Regions from separate parts of the Sus scrofa genome. Here region 1 is linked to region 2. The links are chromatin contacts, called in public Hi-C maps. All regions are on one chromosome and are shown on one strand. The core of a region is the stretch at or near the end of the contact, and the rest is flanking DNA. Distances in the headings are between cores, read along the strand shown. Region 1 overlaps TBC1D15 (TBC1 domain family member 15). Region 2 overlaps RAB21 (ras-related protein Rab-21).

Evidence for each region. Hi-C and Micro-C count contacts between places; a contact is called where the count stands out from the background.
Region 1: a Hi-C map of fetal liver shows a contact between it and region 2, with 1.9 times the contacts expected there. The contact joins two enhancer-like sites.

What each region holds. Positions count from the first base shown.
Region 1 is chr5:35,884,939-35,891,547 of Sscrofa11.1, forward strand. TBC1D15 (TBC1 domain family member 15) reads left to right here. Exons shown (of 18, transcript XM_003355517.4): 12 at 3,980-4,096. Among named protein-coding and RNA genes, the nearest start is that of TPH2, 29 kb to the right of the region's middle. Within about 2 kb of position 4,498, at least 1 of the 83 cell types and tissues checked has an H3K27ac peak or open chromatin away from gene starts, as enhancers often do. A contact at or near this core is called in fetal liver, where this site is marked.
Region 2 is chr5:35,785,402-35,791,546 of Sscrofa11.1, forward strand. It overlaps RAB21 (ras-related protein Rab-21), which reads left to right. Exons shown (of 7, transcript XM_003481659.4): 7 at 17-3,353. The coding sequence ends at 159. Among named protein-coding and RNA genes, the nearest start is that of RAB21, 31 kb to the left of the region's middle. Within about 2 kb of position 1,955, at least 1 of the 83 cell types and tissues checked has an H3K27ac peak or open chromatin away from gene starts, as enhancers often do. A contact at or near this core is called in fetal liver, where this site is marked.

The sequences.
Region 1 (6,609 bases), core at 3,248-5,747, 100 kb after region 2:
TGGATGATTTCCATTTTCTCAGAAATAGTAAGCATGATCCTCAGAGCTAAGTTGTGGGAGAAGACGACATGTTGGAGGCTTTAGGACGGGGGCTGAGATGTGAAAAATTATATGAAAAGAGATAGGGAATGCATGGGGCAGTTAAATCACAGTTGTCAGACTGCATTAACTTGAGGTTAGTGATGGTGAATGTAAAATGAATCAGTCAGCATGGTTCTGCTTTTCTTCCTTTGTTTTTAACTACTTCAAGTTAGAGTTGGATTTAATGACGGCCTTTAAAAAAAATTCAGTGCTTATTTTCTTTCTTTCTTTTTTTCTTTTTCCATTTTTTTATTACTCAAATGAATTTATCACATCTGTAGTTGTATAATGATCATAACAATCTGATTTCACAGGATTTCCATCCCATAGCCCAAGCACATCCCCCACCCCCCAAACTGTCTCCTCCGGAGACCATAAGTTTTTCAATGTCTGTGAGTCAGCATCTGTTCTGCAAAGAAGTTCATTCTGTCCTTTTTTCAGATTCCACATGTCAGTGAAAGTATTTGATGTTGGTGTCTCATTGTATGGCTGACTTCACTTAGCATGATAGTTTCTAGGTCCATCCATGTTGCAAAAAATGCTGGTATTTCGTTCTTTTTAATGGCTGAGTAATATTCTATCGTGTGTATGTACCACATCTTCTGGATCCACTCCTCTGTCGACGGACATTTAGGTTGTTTCCATGTCTTGGCTATTGTAAATAGTGCTGCAGTGAACATCGGAGTACATGTGTCTTTGCAAGTCATGGTTTTCTCTGGATAGATGCCCAGGAGTGGAATTGCTGGATCAAATGGTAGTTCTATGTTTAGTTTTCTGAGGACTCTCCATACTGCTTTCCACAGTGGTTGCACCAATTTACAATCCCACCAACAGTGTACTAGGGTTTCTTTTTCTCCACACCCTCTCCAGCACTTATTGTTTGTAGACTTTTTGATGATGGCCGTTCTGGCTGGTGTGAGGTGGTACCTCATAGTGGTTTTGATTTGCTTCTCTCTAATAATGAGTGATGTTGAGCATCTTTTCATGTGTTTCTTGGCCATCTGTATGTCTTCTTTGGAGAATTGTCTGTTTAGATCTTCTGCCCATTTTTGCATGGGGTTGTTTGTTTTTTTGGTATGGAGCTGTAGAAATTGTTTATAAATTTTGGAGATGAATCTGTTGTCAGTCGATTCACTTGCAAAGATTTTCTCCCATTCTGTGGGTTGTCTTTTTGTGTTGTTTAGGGTTTCCTTTGCTGTGCAGAAACTTTGAAGTTTGGTTAGATCCCATTTGTTTATTTTTCTTTTTATTGTCAATACTCTGATAGGTGGATCTAAGAAGATGTTGCTGTCATTTATGTCAGAGAGTATTTGGCCTATGTTTTCCTCTAGGAGTTTGATAGTGTCTGGTCTTATATCTAGGTCTTAAATCCATTTGGAGTTTATTTTTGTGTATGGTGTTAGGGAGTGTTCTAATTTCATTCTTTTCCATGTGGCTGTCCAGTTTTCCCAGCACCACTTATTGAACAAGCTGTCCTTTCTCCATTGTATCTTCTTGCCTCCTTTGTCATAGATTAGTTGGCTATAGGTGTGTGGGTTTAATTCTGGGCTTTCTACCCTGTTCCACTGATCTATATTTCTGTCTTTGTGCCAGTACCATACTGTTTTGATGACTGTGGCTTTGGAGCATAGTCTGAAGTCTGGGAGCCTGATTCCTCCATCTCTATTTTTCTTTTTCAGGATGTCTTTGGCTCTTCTGGGTCTTTTGTGCTTCTAAACAAACTTTAAAATATTTTGTTCGAGTTCTGTGAAAAATGTCCTTGGTAATTTGATAGGGATTGCATTGAATCTGTAGATTGCCTTAGGTAGTATAGTCATTTTGATAATATTAACTCTTCCAATCCACGAGCATGGTATGTCTTTCCATCTATCTGTGTCATCTTTGATTTCTTTCATCAGTGGCTTGTAGTTTTCAGAGTATAGGTCTTTTGTTTCTTTAGGTAGGTTTACTCCTAGGTATTTTATTCTTTTGGATGCAATGGTAAACGGGATTGCTTCCCTGATTTCCTTTTCTGCTTTTTCATTGTTAGTATATAGAGTTATTTTCTTTCTAGAAAAAGTTTCTAGAAATACTTTCGTATCTTTTGGGGGGGGTGCAGCCCATAGTACATGAAAGTCCCTAGGCTAGGTGTTGAATTGGAGCTGCAGCTGCTGGCTTACACCACAGCCACAGCAACGCCAGATCCGAGCTGTGTCTGCGACCTAAACCACAGCTCATAGCAACGCCAGATCCTTAACCCACTGAGTGGGGCTGGGGATCAAACCCAAGTCCTCATTAATACTAGTCGGGTTTATTACCACTGAGTCACAATGGAAGCTCCTCTTATATAATTTTTGATCTCTTTGTTTTCTACCTAGCATGCCATAACCAAATATCTATACAAGAGGAAAGTTCAAGGATACAAATAACTTTTCACTCTGTTTAAAACACCTGTTAAAGCAGATATTCTGTATTAGTGTTAGGGCAGTGTAAATTGTGCTTGAGTTAATAAATGTACCTCTTTATCAACTGTGATGTGAGAATGAAACATTTTGATTTTTTTAAATGAAATTTGATACTTATGGCATGATTTTTGGGGGGTATTGCTTTTCCATATTCGAAAAATGTATCCACAGTTCTATAGATATATGCTTATATTTATAGGGTCAAATGTAGTATATTTTAACAGAAAGCTGGGATATTGTCCTTACGGTTTTTTAAATGCCCTTACAGAATCTAAATTTGTGTCATCCTTTGTTAGATTCTGTCTTGTTATAAAGTATCCTCATTCCTTCACAACAATTATTGAGAATGTTTTCAAGTTATTCAATTTAATGGGGCAGGGGTAGGGGGAGAGTTCAGTTATAACTTTTAAAGAAAATTGTTACAGAGTAAGTTAATTGCTTTGAATTTCTTTAAATTATTTCTTCCTAATTTACTGAGGGTTTCAAGTTTGGGGAATGCCTTTTTAGTTGTAAAGTCTTTCACCACAAGATGCATCTAGTGGGTATCAGTGTTTGTGAACTGAATTTTCAGTACAACTTGGGATACACTTCTGTGATGTTTTCAAATCTGTTTCTAATGTCATAAAATTTCCAGGAAAATGTGTTTTTTTATGTTTTCAAAATTAAAATAAATTGCTTATAATTATATGGAAACTGAATAATGTATGTATGAGAATATGGAAGTAATTTGTCCTAGAGATGATTATGGAACATGACAAAGAAGTTGATAATACTTCTCATAGTGAATGAAGCACTTATGAACAAAACAAATCTCTCTGATTGTGGTTGATTGCATAGTAGCTTTTTCATTACTGTTTTCAAATATTACTGCCCATCATATGCATTCATGACTAGCATTTTATTGCTTACTCTTGGTTTTAATTAATGAAAAGTATTCCTGGAGTTCCCGTCATGGAGCAGCGGAAACGAATAGGATTAGGAACCATGAGGTTGCCAGTCCGATCCCTGGCCTCACTCAGTGGGTTAAGGATCCAGCATTGTCATGAGCTGTGGTTTAGGTCGTGGACGCGGCTTGGATCTAGCATAGCTGTGGCTGTAGTGTAGGCTGGTAGCTGTAGCTCCGATTCGACCCCTAGCCTGGGAACCTCCATATGCTGCAGGTGCGGCCCTAAAAAGAAAAAAGTATTTCCTACTATTAAAGTATTTCTATGTTTAGGTAAAAATTGAAAAAAATATTTAAAAATACATCCAAGAGGAGGTGGACTGACTTTGGAAAAATATTCTAAAATGCTGCTCTATTACATATCTGAAAGTGAAATTTGGTGAATATTTTCATTAAGTAAAAGTTTGGCAAGAGTATAAAATTAATAGCAAGAAAAATAATTTTTTACTTGTGAAATATGAACTTTATAAAAATCTGAGGTTTTCAAATATGTGATGATTTTCTTCCTTAGAAAAAGATGTTAACAGAACAGATCGAACAAACAAGTTTTATGAAGGCCAAGATAATCCAGGATTGATTTTGCTTCATGACATTTTGATGACATACTGTATGTATGATTTTGATTTAGGTGAGTTCTCTTCTAATATCCTAATTTAAAGATATTATATATGTGTATATGTATTTATTTAAATTTATTAACCTGTTAGACATACGTGATAGCTCTGTGGCTTAGTTTTTATAGGGGTTTTTCCACAGGGAATGGAAACTTAAAAGGCTCTCTTGTTCTCAAATTGTGCACCAAGGACAGTGGGTTGTTGCAGCCAACTCATGGAGACACTGTGGGATATTTAAAATATTTGAGGGAAAGAGAGAGACATCTGTAGCATCCTGCTCTAACTGCCCTGAAGTAATTCAGGGTTTCAACATTAGATTACCAAATTCCTTCTGATGAAATTATATCTTTGCAAAGCAGAGTGTTTGGCCTTGTGGTGATAAGCAAATACTGTGTGAAAATAGATGAGGAGGTGGTATCCAGCTGGATTTGAGATAATACCAGTTTGAAAAGTAGTGTTGTGCCCAACAGGTGCTAAGTTCATAGGACATAAATATTTATTAAGTTGTTTGGATCTGTTTAATAAATGAGAATGGTAGTAATTTTTTCGAGCTTAGGAGCACTTTGGAAAAAAATTACTGACCCATTAAGAATACTGTGAACTGAGAAAGGTTGGGAACCTTTTTTTTTGATATATGCTTTCTCCCTTGTGAAGAAAAATACTGATTTTATATCATAGACAACCAGTACACTATCTAAGGCATATAGAACTTTACTCTTTTTTCTTGGTTAATCTATTTTCTTCCAAGAATGAATTGGAAAGATTGGAGCTGGAGGTGGGAGTGGGGAATTGCATGGGGACGTTATGCTAAGAGATGGAAAACCTAAGGAACTGATATTTTTAAGGGACTAGAGAACTTGAGTTGTTTCTTTAAAGGATCAATAAATTCCCTAATCTTCAACTTTTAAATAAAGATAAAGAATGGGAAAAAAAAAATGGAAAAGTTTCTACTGATGTTAGTGACTCCCAACTAGAGGATAGTGAAAGTACATGTTTTCCAGATTACCTTAATAGAGCTTGAGACACCTTTTGAAGAAGGTAATTGGGTATTTGTGATATTAAACTCAAATGAACCTTGAATATGTGTGCATTTTCTTTATTGTATCTATGTGAATTTTTCTTGGCTTCTTTTTTTTTTTTTTCAGCTGCACCTGTGGCATATGGAAGTTCCTAGGCTAAGGGTTGAATTGGAGCTGCAGCTTCAATCTCAGCTACAGATCTCAGCCACATCTGTGACCCATGCCATAGCTTAAGGCAACACTGGATCCTTAACCTGCTGAAAGAGGCGAGTGAACCTGCATCCTCATGGACACTATGTTGGGTTCTTAACCCATGAACCATGACGGGAGCTCCCCCTCTTGGCTTTTATGTGTAAGTTAGGGAAGATATAAACTCTTCTGTGGGTCCTGAGGCACCAGCCTCTTTGGTGCTGGTGGTTGAATATTACAGATTTCTCTCTAAAAGGTGAAATGTAGCCAGTCTTGTCTATCACATCCATAGTGAACCTCAAATTGGATCATTGGAAACATTGCTTCTCAGGTTACAGAGTGCTGTCATCCTTGATTTTGATTTCAGTTTTATTCTTTTTTTTTTTTTTTGCCTTTTTGCTATTTCTTGGGCTGCTCCTGCGGCATATGGAGTTTCCCAGGCTAGGGGTTGAATCGGAGCTGTAGCTGCCAGCCTATTCCAGAGCCACAGCAACTCAGGATCCGAGCCGCGTCTGCAACCTACACCACAGCTCACGGCAACACCGGATCGTTAACCCACTGAGCAAGGGCAGGGATCGAACCCGCAACCTCATGGTTCCTAGTCAGATTCGTTAACCACTGCGCCACGACAGGAACTCCATGATTTCAATTTTATTCTTTTAGCTGCCTTTTGAAGAAGTTGGGGAAGTAATCCCTACTTTATGAGTAGTAAGGTTATACTGATTTAGAAGGTGACTCAGAGTTGCACAGTAGTGAATATTGCACTGGGGGTAGAGATTCAAGTCTTTATTTCAGGTTGGCATTCTTAACTCTACACATTTAGCACCCTGCCCACTGCCATTTTAGTTTCTGTTACCACTGTAGGGAATAGGACTGTTGTCCTAGGGTCCTGTGCTCTTAGGTGGTAATTTTGAGATAGGAGTTAATGCATATTCTCAGGAGTTCCTGAATGCTCAGTTTTTTTTCAGGGCATAGTCCCAGGTCAGCTAATTGGATAAATTGCTAATTTCATTTGTCTGTATTAATCCCACATTCTTTCTGGTCAAATACTTAAGTTATTTGAAACATACCCAAGGTTTTTATTAAGAACTCTGTCCTTGTGAGAAGTCAAGGTAGTTTTCATAAAGCAGTGGACCAAATTTTTTGCTTTTTACTAATAGCAAAGTAACCTGAGCTGTAATTTTACTGTTATAGGTGAGCCTATCATACTGAGGTTTTGGCTTAGCCCATAGATGAGGGATAGGTATATTTGCAGTGAGTATAGTCTCAATAGTGAGGAAGAAGATCAAAAGCAGACAGAAGACAAAAATTACTGAAAG
Region 2 (6,145 bases), core at 705-3,204:
TTTCTCCCTCTCTTAGGGATGATAGAAACAGCACAAGTGGATGAGAGGGCAAAAGGCAATGGCTCCAGTCAACCAGGAGCTACAAGGCGAGGTGTGCAGATTATTGATGATGAACCTCAAGCCCAGAGCGGTGGCGGAGGGTGCTGTTCTTCTGGATAACTGTTGACCCCTAAGAAATTAAACAAACTGTGGATCATTGCCCTCAACATGAAGACTGCCATATTCCAAGTCACATTATTTTACCAATGGAATTATAGGATTAACAGTATTTTAAATTATGTTTATAACACTGCAGAGACCTTAAGTGCTAAACTTAGTGGAGTTTGTGACCAGAGAATTGGCATTTTCTACAAATGTTAACAAAGCAATTACCAATGGCCTTTTTACATATTTTTTTTCTTTAATAAGGAATAATATGCATGTAGAAAAGACCTACTTAAAGTCTTCATTTATATTCTTTTAAATCAGATCTTTATTTAATAACTTATATATGTTGTTGGAATGGTATACATTTTTGCAGCCCTTTGTATTTTGTGGTAGTTTGAATTGTATCACTTCTAAACAGCAAACTTTTTGTTTTCATTTTTTTTTTAATTAGCAGATACCTGAAGTACTATTTTTGCAGGGTTTGCACAGGCCCTTAACTGTCTACTACTTTGATATAATCTATATACATCCTGTATGCTGAGCTGGTAAAATACATTGTAAACTACATATTAAATATTTTATCTGCTTTTACAAGCGCAAGGTGCAAAAATATATACGGTAGTCTCATTGATGACTGTAAAGTGAATTAACATTTGGTGATAATGCCTAAGCTTTTTGACTCTGATATAAAAATTATAGTTCCCCTTCACTTTTGTCTTAACTTAAAAGTGGCGTGTTTAAATTTTCTCATATACTTTACTTGAATTATTGCTGTTGTCACATTTTTTGCCTCTGTAAATCCATCTGATGATTGAACAACAGCATTTGCCTTTTGGTTTGGATTTTTTTTGTTGTTCTTTTGTTGGGGTTTTTGTTCTTTTGTTTTTTTGTTTTTGTTTTTTGGGATAAGAGATGACTTCTGATTTTGCTTTAGAATGGTTACCTTAGAAGTATTTGAGCGGAGCATGCTGAGTTTCACTTCTGCAACGGCTTTAGTTTTCTCTTAGGCTTTATATGAGATGGATTCACTGGTGTGAGAAGAAAGTTAGAAGAAGTCCCAGGTAGTAGCCACTCACCAAGACTCATTCATACAGCATGTTGGTGGTAGTTTCTGCTCCCGAGGAAGCACTTGTAGATCTTTTGTGAGCAAGCTGTTTTTGTTCATTGCTTGCCAGAGATGAACACAGAAATTTTTGTTTCATTTTATAAGAGCTATCCTTCTAAGTTTCTTTGAAGGGACACATTTCATGTAATGCAGTTATAGCGAACACTGGAAAGATTTATTATAAAATTATATTCTTGTATACTTTGTAAATTAGTTTCTCACTAGGTTTTTTTTTTTTTTTTTTTTTTTTTCCTAAGTAAGCATAGGACTGAACTTAAATTTGTTAATTTTAATAGAATCAGGCACTGCTCACTGAAGGAACACAAATTGTGGAAATTAACATAAATTGTTCTTGTTCTAATACATATATTTTTCCATTTCTGTCATGCTTGGAAAACCAGTAAATGTTATGTCTAAGATAAAATGGAATGTCCCTGGGTTTCCTTTTTGTAAGAAGCAGAAGTATGCAATAAAGTTACTAGCATGAGCAATTAAGAGGATATGAAGAGGTCATAGTTAATAAAGAAGAAACTTTCCCAGATGGGTTAAAGTTGAATAGATCAACACCTTGATGTGATGCTAGAATTTTAACTTAGTATTAAGTATTCCATACTTCCTCATTTTGCCTTCTTCAGTTATCGTCCTTGCCAAACTCAACACACTGCTTCTCTGTTGTGTGTGGTAAGGGAGGGTAGGGTGGGACAAGTCCTCAGGAAGATAAGCTAAAACTGTCTTCTTCTATGAGATGACTGTACTCTATGTAGTTTCTTGGTTTCCTTTGAAATTACTATTTATGCAGGGGGTAGAGGGAGGCAGAGGGAATCATGAGTACACATATAGGAAAAATTGTTTTTGCCCTCTTGATTCTTTCGGTGATGGTAATGAAAGGCTTGACATTTGTAGATGGAAAATAAGCCCTTCTCCACTGGAATGAAGTATGTTTATAAAACTAATGCGATGAAATTGAGCTTTATTCCAAAAAAATAAAGTCATAAAGCCTGATAATCGGAGAGTTGTACGCTGAATTTTTGACCCTATATTAGTGATATAAAGTCCAGATAGAAACTCCTGCTTCAGAAGTGCCAGATAATTATTGGTGGGGTATAGCCACTCTCCATATTTTTTTCTCCTTTACTCTCCCTTGGTTTCTGTGTATCTTTAACCTCTAGCATTTCAGTCTTCTTTTTTTTAACCTGTAATTTAAGCTAATTCAGTAGCAACAGTAGATAATACAGTATATATCTGTCCTTGCTCTGAAGCCCAAAAAGTCCTTAGGGAGGAATAGAGTGAAAGGGTAATGAAAGAGGACCAACCAGTTGCAGCATGTGTACAAAGGAAAGATAAAGAGATGATAAACCAAGGCTGAGGACGTTTTTCTGATACTTTGTTTACTTCTCTAATATGTTTTTTTGTGTTCCTGTCCTTATGATTGTGCTGTTAGGAAGAAGACACAAGTTACTGTGTTGTGTATTAAAAATAGTGGGTAGGTAGAACCAGTATATTTTTTATCTAGTAAGTGTGTACTCAGTATATATAATTAAAAATTGGTTTAGAATAGTCATTATAAAGGTCTCTGAATATTTAAAGTATGCAATCATTGTTTCTGTAATGATGATGAGTATTCTGCTTCTTTTGCATTGTGATTATAGAGGAAGGTCATTGTTTTTAAAAATGTGTATTGCAACAATTTTGGGGTAAACAGTAATCTGACAAGAAACAAGCATCATGTTATTGTATGAAGTAAGATTGTTTGAATTTGCTTTGTTTTGGGTTATCTCTTGAAAGTAGCCTTAAGCTATGGCTGTTACAGCTAAATTGAAATATTTTAAAAAATACATTAGCTATGTATTATTAGTGATTAGTTAACATTAGAACGATGTTTCATTTTTAGATTTTTTAGTAAGAAAAAATAAGATTTGGGGTCTAGGGAAGGAGGGTAGTAAGGAGTAGAATGAAAGTCAGATAGATATGAAATTCTACAACCTGACAGTTGACAGTTTAAAATCATTTTGAAAACCACATTACTTTTATCACATAGTTTCTAAATGAGGCAAGTTACGCATTGTGCCAAATATTTAGAACATTAAAAAAAATGAATTGTTGTACTGTTTATTTCTTTTAATACATAATTTGCAATTTTCTATATTATAAATGGTACCAGGAGTCTATCATTGATCTTATACTATCTTCAGATAATATAACTTATCTTTATATTTACTGCTTACTACTCTAAAAGCGTTTGATCAGTGCCTTTGACTTTTGAACTTTATTTTGCTACTTGTTTGCCATTATAGTTTGCACAGTTTTCTTTATAGATAGCATAGCAAGGAGGGGGTTACTTAATTTGTGACCATTTAAAATGTTAAGATCTTCTAGAAAAGGGTATAGCTAGTAGTGATCAGCAAGGGCCTTAATAATTTTTAAAGCTGTAAAGACTGAATAGAAAGTATTCTTTTCTAAATTACAAAATACATTTTACCTAGATTTGAATAATTAAAAGTTGGGATTCATTGAATGTATACATTTACTTGGTTTCATAATAGACATTGATTCTAGTAAGCTGCTGTTCTGTAATTTTTAATTGACTAAAACAGATTAATATATTTGGTGTCGTGGACTAGAATTAATGCTACACATACGTCCAACTTTGATGGCTTTTCTTGTTTCCCAAGAAAACAAACTAATCACAATTCTGAGCAAACTTTCCTAAATATAAGTATTTTAGTATTAATCATATATAATGAAAAAAACTAAGAAATATTCTTAGGAGTTTCCAATTTTAAGCAGAAATGCTCTGCGGGAGTTCCTGTCGTGGCTCAGTGGTTAACCAATCCAACTAGGAACCATGAGGTTGTGGGTTCAATCCCTGGCCTCGATCAGTGGGTTAAGGATCCAGCATTGCCGTGAGCTGTGGTGTAGGTTGCAGATGTGTCTCAGATCTGGCGTTGCTGTGGCTGTGGCGTAGGCCGGCGGCTACAGCTCCAATTCAGCCCCTAGCCTGGGAATCTCCATGTGCCGTGGGGGCATCCCTAGAAAAGACCAAAAAAAAAAAAATGCTTTGCTTTTAAACAAATATCACTTACATTTGGTGGACCTTTAGTATTGCTTGTGCTACTTGGGATTTATATATAATCTCTTTTCTGAGGAAGCTGAGTGTGCTTTTGAGTGTTAACTTTTCTACTGCAACATTTTCTCTACAGTAGATAATGAACATGGAGTTATTACCTGCCACACCCAGAAAGAATCGTATCCTTAAAGCATCTGGTCTTCAGGAGACTGCACATATTTCCAAATGCATTACATTAAAGCCAAAAGATAGGCCTGCTAACTAAAATGGTCTTCTTTCTCCCCACTGTACGAGTTCTTATTTTGATTTTGATACTTCTGGCAGCTGTATCATCTCTTCATTATTACATACTCAAGAAGAAAATAATATGATTTCCTTAAATTTGAACTTGTGTAGAGCAATGAGAGAAAGGTGAGAGATAGCAGGGATAAAGTGTGATAACATTGATAAACAGACAATGGTGGTATTTGGGTACCTCCTCCCAAATGGTAACTATAACTCTGTAGTATATACTCTTCAATCACCTTTTCTCTGTGCATTTATATACATATATATTTACCTATAAAAATACATAATTTTGTGCATTTAAAATTTTTACATAAATTGTGTCTTACTATGCATGTGTTTTTTGCAACTTGCTTTTTTTCTTACCAACATGTCTAGGAGCTCTTAATCTCTTACTATGTCAATATATACAGACTTTTATTTTCTCCCAAATCTCTTTGGGTGTGTTTTGCCTTTTTAAGTAACCTCTGACTATTCATAAAACTTTTGCCAAAGGAATCTGGTCAATTAGATAGATTTCATTGGAATCATAGAATTTAAATGCAAGCCAGTTCTTACCTTAGAACCAGGGTCTCTTTTAAACATGTGAGTTAGGAAATTAGGGGAGTTTCCGTTGTCGCTTAGTGGAAACGAATCTGAGTGGTATCCATGAGGACGCAGGTTCGATCCCTGGCTTTGCTCAGTGGGTTAAGGATCTGGCGTTGCCACGAGCTGTGGTGTAGGTTGCAGATGCTGCTCTGATCCTGAGTTGCCGTGGCTGTGGTGTAGGCCTGCTGCTACACCCCCAATTCGACCCCTGGTCTGGGAACCTCCATATGCTGCGAGTGTAGCTCTTAGAAAGACAAAAAAATAAAATAAATGAAATTAGAAAGGCATCTGCCTACAATTCATTTGAAGTATTTTACTTTTGGTCTACTCTTCACTGGTTAATATATAAAATTCAGGAGTTTAGCGATTTTTCTTTCTTCAGAGTAGGTTTTTATTTGAGGGAAGAAAGAAAGGAAAGGTATAGCTGTTAGGGAAGAGGACAGAGTAAACTAAAATGAGTCTTTACACAAGTATGAGCAATTACATTACACAAGACTTAATGCTACCAAAAATTAGAACTTACTTGCTCTGTGCCATTAATATGAAGTTAAGGGAGCTTCCTTGTGGCACATCAGGTTAATAAAGATCTGTCATTGTCAGTGCAGTGGCTTGGATCGTTTCTGTGGCATGAGTTCTGTCTCTGCTCCAGGAACTCGCACGTGCCATGGTTGCAGTGAAGAAAAAAAAAAAAAAAATGGAGTTAAAAAATGAAAGTCCCTTTTCAGATCACCCCTGGCACACACCACCAGCACCACCACACATTGCCCTTGAGAGATAACCACTGTTCACAATTTGGTATGTGTCATTATGTCTCATATATAAATGTTTTACTTTATATTTGGCCTTTATATCAGTTCCCTGAAAGCAATTCCTACCCTATGTCACCTTCTTTCCTCAATCAATTAACTTTGCAAGAGCAAATCAGAATCATAATTTTTTTTTTTTTTTAAGGG